Regions from separate parts of the Mus musculus genome. Here region 2 is linked to region 1. The links are chromatin contacts, called in public HiChIP or PLAC-seq maps. All regions are on one chromosome and are shown on one strand. Each heading gives the region's core, a stretch centred on a gene start, on an enhancer-like site or on the middle of the called end of the contact. The rest is flanking DNA. Distances are from core to core; before and after follow the strand shown. Region 1 overlaps Gm41527 (a long non-coding RNA gene). Region 2 overlaps Igf2r (insulin-like growth factor 2 receptor).

Region 1 (2,700 bases), core at 175-2,674:
TAGCCTCTCCACTGCTGCCCTTCCTTCCTTCCTTCCTTCCTTCCTTCCTTCCTTCCTTCCTTCCTTCCTTCCTTCCCTCAAGCTGAGCTCAGTGGAGCCAGTCAGCCACAGACTCAACCCTCTGAACCTGGGGTCAGAACAAATCCATCAAGTTGGGTTTTCCTCACCTATTTTGTCACCGCGATGGAAAATTAACTAATGTGCCTTTTAACCACTTTTGGCCCTTACTGTAAAAATTTTAAAGGCAGAGTATTTCTCAAGGTTAATTAACATTCTTGGAAGAGGTTGGAGGCTCATTCATTCATTTCAACACAACCAATTCATTCCTTATACTACTGGATCAATGAGAAGAGCCACCCTCAATGGGCGATGTCCCAAGAAAGAAGTGACTGCCCCCTCAGGCCACCACCCTCAGTCTACCATGGAGGCTTCTCTATGCTTTATATGTTTTTTTTTTTTACACAGTGTGTATCTGTGCATGTGTGTGACTGTGTTGTATATGGGTGGGAGCACATGTGTATGTAAACAAAGCATGTTTGGAGGCCCAAGAGTAATGGCTGGAGGCTTCCTTAACTGCTCCCCACCTTGCTTTTTGATCAAGATGTCTTAGTCATAGTTCTACTTCTGTGAACAGACACCATGACCAAGGCAAGTCTTATAAAGACAACATTCAATTGGGGCTGGCTTACAGGTTCAGAGGTTCAGTCCATTATCATTAAGGCAGGAGCAAGGCAGCATCCAGGCAGGCTTGGTACAGGAGGAGCTGAGAGTTCTACATCTTCATCTGAAAGCTGCTAGTTTAAGACTCACTTCCAGGCAGCTAGCACTAGGGTATTTAAGCCCACACCCACAGTGTCACACCTACTCCAACAAGGCCACACTTCCTAATAGTGCCACTCCCTGGACAAAGCATATACAAACCATCACACAAGGTCTCTCACTCACACCCAGAGCTTCCTGGGTTGGTCAGTCTGGCTAGCCAGCTTGCGCCCGGGATCTCCTGTCTTTTGGCTTCTGAGACTGGAGTTGGAAGTGACTCACCATGTCTCGCCTGTCATTTACACAGGCTTTGGGACCTGAACTCTGGCTCTCTTGCTTCTGAAGCCAGTATTGTTGAGCCATCTCTCCTGCCCAAGGATCCCCTATTCTTAGAGATGGTTGCTTGAATTCAGGGGCTGTGGTTGGCGGCCCTGTAGATAACATGACAGAATTTCTCTAAGTGTCAATCATTCAGTTTGTTAACGATCACAAAAGAAAGGCTTGGCTATTGAATGATCTGCTGAGCACTCGTGCTTAGGAAACAACAGTCCGGGCAGGTTATGATGTAAGAAGCAGGGGAAATATGGGCACTACACACTCCCTGACCACAAGCAATCTACTTTCAGTTTTGCAGCTAGGGTGATGTGAATTTGATACTCATTCAGTAGAAACTGCCTTTTGAATCATAGTCATTTCCCAGGCTGATGACACCGCACTTTCTCACTCGCTGTATCACACCCCACTTAGATACTGGGTCATGGGGGCAAATAGTACTCTGCTGTACTATGAGATGAGCAAGCGCATTGTTGGTCCATGCTATTTCGGGATGACCTTGGGTTAGGAGTATAACTCCATCCTGGGTGGGGCAGCAGCTATAGTCTCCTTCAGCGTCTCGGCTTCTCTCTGCCTTTCTCTGAAACCCTGGTGGCCACGCCGGGTTCAGCAAATGCTGTGGGCTGTGGGCGTTAGACAGCTTGTGTGGAGACGCATGGTGTCTAGCAGCCGTGCAGTTGGTGGTGCCTGCTGTTTCCTTTAGTCTTTGCAGAGAGATGCTATAGCAGTCACATGACCTCATCCTCCATGGGTGGCCTAGCCCTAGGCTTGCTTCCATTTAGTCTTTAAACTGGCGACTTTGAGAGGGTAGAGCTTGTGACTGGAAGGGATAGAGGTTTTGTTTTTTTTTTGTTTGTTTGTTTTTGTTTTTTTTTGTTTTTTTGGTTTTTTTGAGAACATTGTTAAAAAGCCGATCAGAGCGGGTAATTTTGCAGCACACTACCAAGGAGAAAGCTAGCAGATAAAATCTCCGATGACAGGGGAAATAAAATCCAAATAACAATGAGAAAAAAATTGTGTTGCATAGAATGATTCTAGATGAGAAAAGAATTGGGATCCTGGCCAAAGAAGCAGTAGCAACAAGTATAACAAACATTCTGAGGTCACTCATGGCTGTTAATACATAGCCAGGATAATATGTGACATTACAGTCATGGATAGTAACATATAGCCAGGATACTATGTGACATTACAATCATGGATAGTAACATATAGCCAGGATAATATGTGACATTACAGTCATGGATAGTAACAGATAGCCAGGATACTATGTGACATTATAGTCACGGATAGTAACATATAGCCAGGATACTATGTGACATTACAGTCATGGATAGTAACATACAGCGGGTATTAACAAACAGCTAGCATACTACATGATATTAAGAACTTTTTTCTTTTCTTCCTTCCTTCCTTCCTTTCTTTCTTTCTTTCTTTCTTTCTTTTTTATTTTAAGATTTGTTTTGTTTTTAAATTGTATGTGGTGTGTACGTGTGTGTGATCAGGTACCTGCCAAAAAGGCTAGAAGAAGGTGTCTGATCATCTGGGCTGGAGCAACAGGTAGATGTGAGCCCCTAAATTGAATGCTGGGAATGAAACATGTAACAT
Region 2 (2,700 bases), core at 89-2,588, 360 kb after region 1:
ATTGTTTTAGAGCCATGGTTCTCAACCTTCCTAATGCTGTTACTCCTTAATACAGTTCCTCATGTTCTGACCCCAACCATAAAATTATTCCGTTGCTACTTTGTAACTGTAATTTTGCTGCTGTTATGACTGTAATGTAAATATCTGCTCTGCAGGGTACTGATGTGTGACGCTTGTGAAAGGGTCATGACACACAGGTTGAGAACCACGGTTATAGAGACAACTGTATAAACTTCATTATAATGTTCTTCCTACTTGCATATCTGAAAACTTTTGTAATAAAAAGTTAAGATGAAAAACAAAAGGCTTTTGCATTAAATTCCAATCTTAACTCAGTGGACTTTAGTTCCACGTTGTCATGGTCTCAACAATAAATAAGTCTATCAATCTTCTATCCTCTGACCTGTCCTCTCCTGGTTTATCAATCCACCTTCCCAGCGTCCCAAAACGAGCCCTCAGCTCAAGCTTTAGTAAAAGCCCTGAGCAAGACTACAGGAAGCAAAGTTGAGGCAGAAAAGACTTGGGGAGTCACAGCACCTGACAGTGACTCAAGCAGCAAGAGAGACCAGATCAGAGAAGCTAGCACCCAGCCTGGTGTCCGCTGGCTGAGGACACAGAAGCAACAGCAGGCTTTGTGGCCCAGGGACAGAACAGGATCCAGAATTCCAAGCAAGTCGCCTAAGGCCCATTCCAAAGAAGTGAGCAGAAGGAAACTGGATGTGGGTGTGGAGAGGCACCCAACAAAAAGTCTATTTTCTCACTCAGCCAGGGGCACATTACAGCCATACAGAGATGGCTTCACCCTACGGAAGATGGGAGTGAGCTTCCCTACAGTACACGCGCTTCACCATCGGGCAGCTAAAGCAACATCTCCTCTGGCCATCTGTCCCTTGGCTACCCCAGTACCAGCTCCCCCTGTCCACAACCACACTGACCTGAATGACCTAGAACTCCAGATAACAAAACTCTGCAGTCAGTGTTTCTGCCTTAGCACTATACCCTGTGCTCAGCCATAAAAACCCTTATCTCTGTTTCTAGCCTGTGAACTCCCAGGGAGCCATCTGTCACCATCAGGACCCTGTGGAGAGTGCCTTAGCAAACAGGCATGAAAGCATGCAAGCTCTGTAAGTGATAAGAAAGAGTCAATGGAAAAAGAAGGCCCCAGTAAGCCACAGCCCTCAGGGTCCTCTGAGTCTTGTGGTTCAGAGCCCCCTAGTCCAGCTCCTAACCTACCCTCTGCTTAAAAACTAGCAAGTTTGTGAGAACTTAACTCTAGGCACAGTGGTTGCTTCCAGATCCTACTATGAATCACACAGGAACTGGACCATGATCAAATCGTCCAAGGTTGACCATAGAAACATACAAAACAAACACACTCAAGGGCAACAGGCAATGAGAGCTTGGGCCAATTGCATACAAATGAAAATGGAAACCAGGCCCAGCCACAGGATGAGAGCCTAGTGCAGAAGCAAGTCAGCCAGGGGTGCCTGAGACAGAGCCAAAGGAGCTTAAACAAGACAGATCTCTAACTTTATCATCCCTCTACAGGTGCCAGGAATACCTAATATCAGGACATGAAAAGTAGACAAGCCAGTGACTCAGGGGTGCTTCTAGTCACCCAAAGGAAGGCATGACCTCAGCTTGGACTCTTCCAGTAACATCCCAAGATTTCCAAATTCAAACTCTACCACTCCATCACTCTGAAAAGATTGTTAAATGAGAAGGTGGACACACTTGAAGCTGCTGGTTGAAGCCAAAGCCGCCTCCACCGGGCCTCCCTCCTCTGCTGAGTGTGCCTGAAGCAGAGTCCAAGACACAGACTCTCCCAGCAAACCCAGGGCTGGGCAGATTCCCAAAACAAACATGGAGAGCAGAGAAAGATGGAAACAGGATGTATGTATGCATCCTGGAGGGGAAGAGAAGGGAGAGGATTACTGCAACAGAAAACCCTGAGGACTGAAGGTGGCCAGGCCCAAAGGCAGCCAACTCACTCCCTACTCAGCACCCCACTTCCAGGAAGACACCTGGGTACACACACAAGCCACTAACACAAAGCAGGGGTGGGCAGTGCACACACACACAAAGCAGGGGTGGGCAGCACACACTCACACACACACACACACTCACCTGCAGTTTTGTTGCACTCAAAGTTTATGACACTCATCCTCTGGAAGCCAGAGCTACACTCATCACCTCCAGAATAGATGAGGGTGAGGTCTCCATCTGAGTACCTAGGTTGTGAACATACAGTGTTTTATAGAACCAAGAAAAAATTTGAAGTTTAAAAAACTGCTTTGTTAAGCCTTTTGCATACCACCCACAAATCACTACTGACATAAAACAGCAGGCTCCGTAGCCAGCTGGGCAGCACCCTGCGGAAATGAGTTCCAAATGCTCAGGCTGCTGGCCTTGCTGTAAAGTAACGGCCTGGAGGGAAGGCAGCCACTCTGCTGGCAAGCAGAGCTGCTCTTGCTGTCACTCTGGGACTTTATACAACATAAATAATGCCAGTCAGACAGCCTGGCTAGCAACGTCCAAAACCACCATCTACAAGATTTGGTCTAAGACTCAATTTCAGAAAACTGTCTCTTGTTCCTAGTTTTGTGAAGCCAACTAGCAGCTTAAGGTTCTAAGAATTACAGTAGGGTTTTAGCTTTTTAAACTTGTGCATAATTCTAATAGTATTTCAGATTCCCAAAT

The links. HiChIP or PLAC-seq counts read pairs in DNA pulled down with a chosen protein or histone mark.
Region 2: a contact with region 1 is called in an HNF4G HiChIP or PLAC-seq map of pancreatic cancer cells. The contact joins two enhancer-like sites. A contact is called at or near these places in 2 of 39 promoter capture datasets (both in the HPC-7 cell line) and 1 of 115 datasets of contacts at active chromatin or transcription factors (pancreatic cancer cells).

The regions. Positions count from the first base shown.
Region 1 is chr17:12,362,802-12,365,501 of GRCm38.p6, forward strand. The region is part of intron 1 of Gm41527 (a long non-coding RNA gene); the gene reads right to left. Among named protein-coding and RNA genes, the nearest start is that of Gm41527, 6.2 kb to the right of the region's middle. Within about 2 kb of position 1,425, at least 91 of the 459 cell types and tissues checked have an H3K27ac peak or open chromatin away from gene starts, as enhancers often do. A contact at or near this core is called in pancreatic cancer cells, where this site is marked.
Region 2 is chr17:12,723,188-12,725,887 of GRCm38.p6, forward strand. Igf2r (insulin-like growth factor 2 receptor) reads right to left here. Exons shown (of 48, transcript NM_010515.2): 10 at 2,128-2,231. Among named protein-coding and RNA genes, the nearest start is that of Airn, 17 kb to the right of the region's middle. Within about 2 kb of position 1,339, at least 149 of the 459 cell types and tissues checked have an H3K27ac peak or open chromatin away from gene starts, as enhancers often do. A contact at or near this core is called in pancreatic cancer cells, where this site is marked.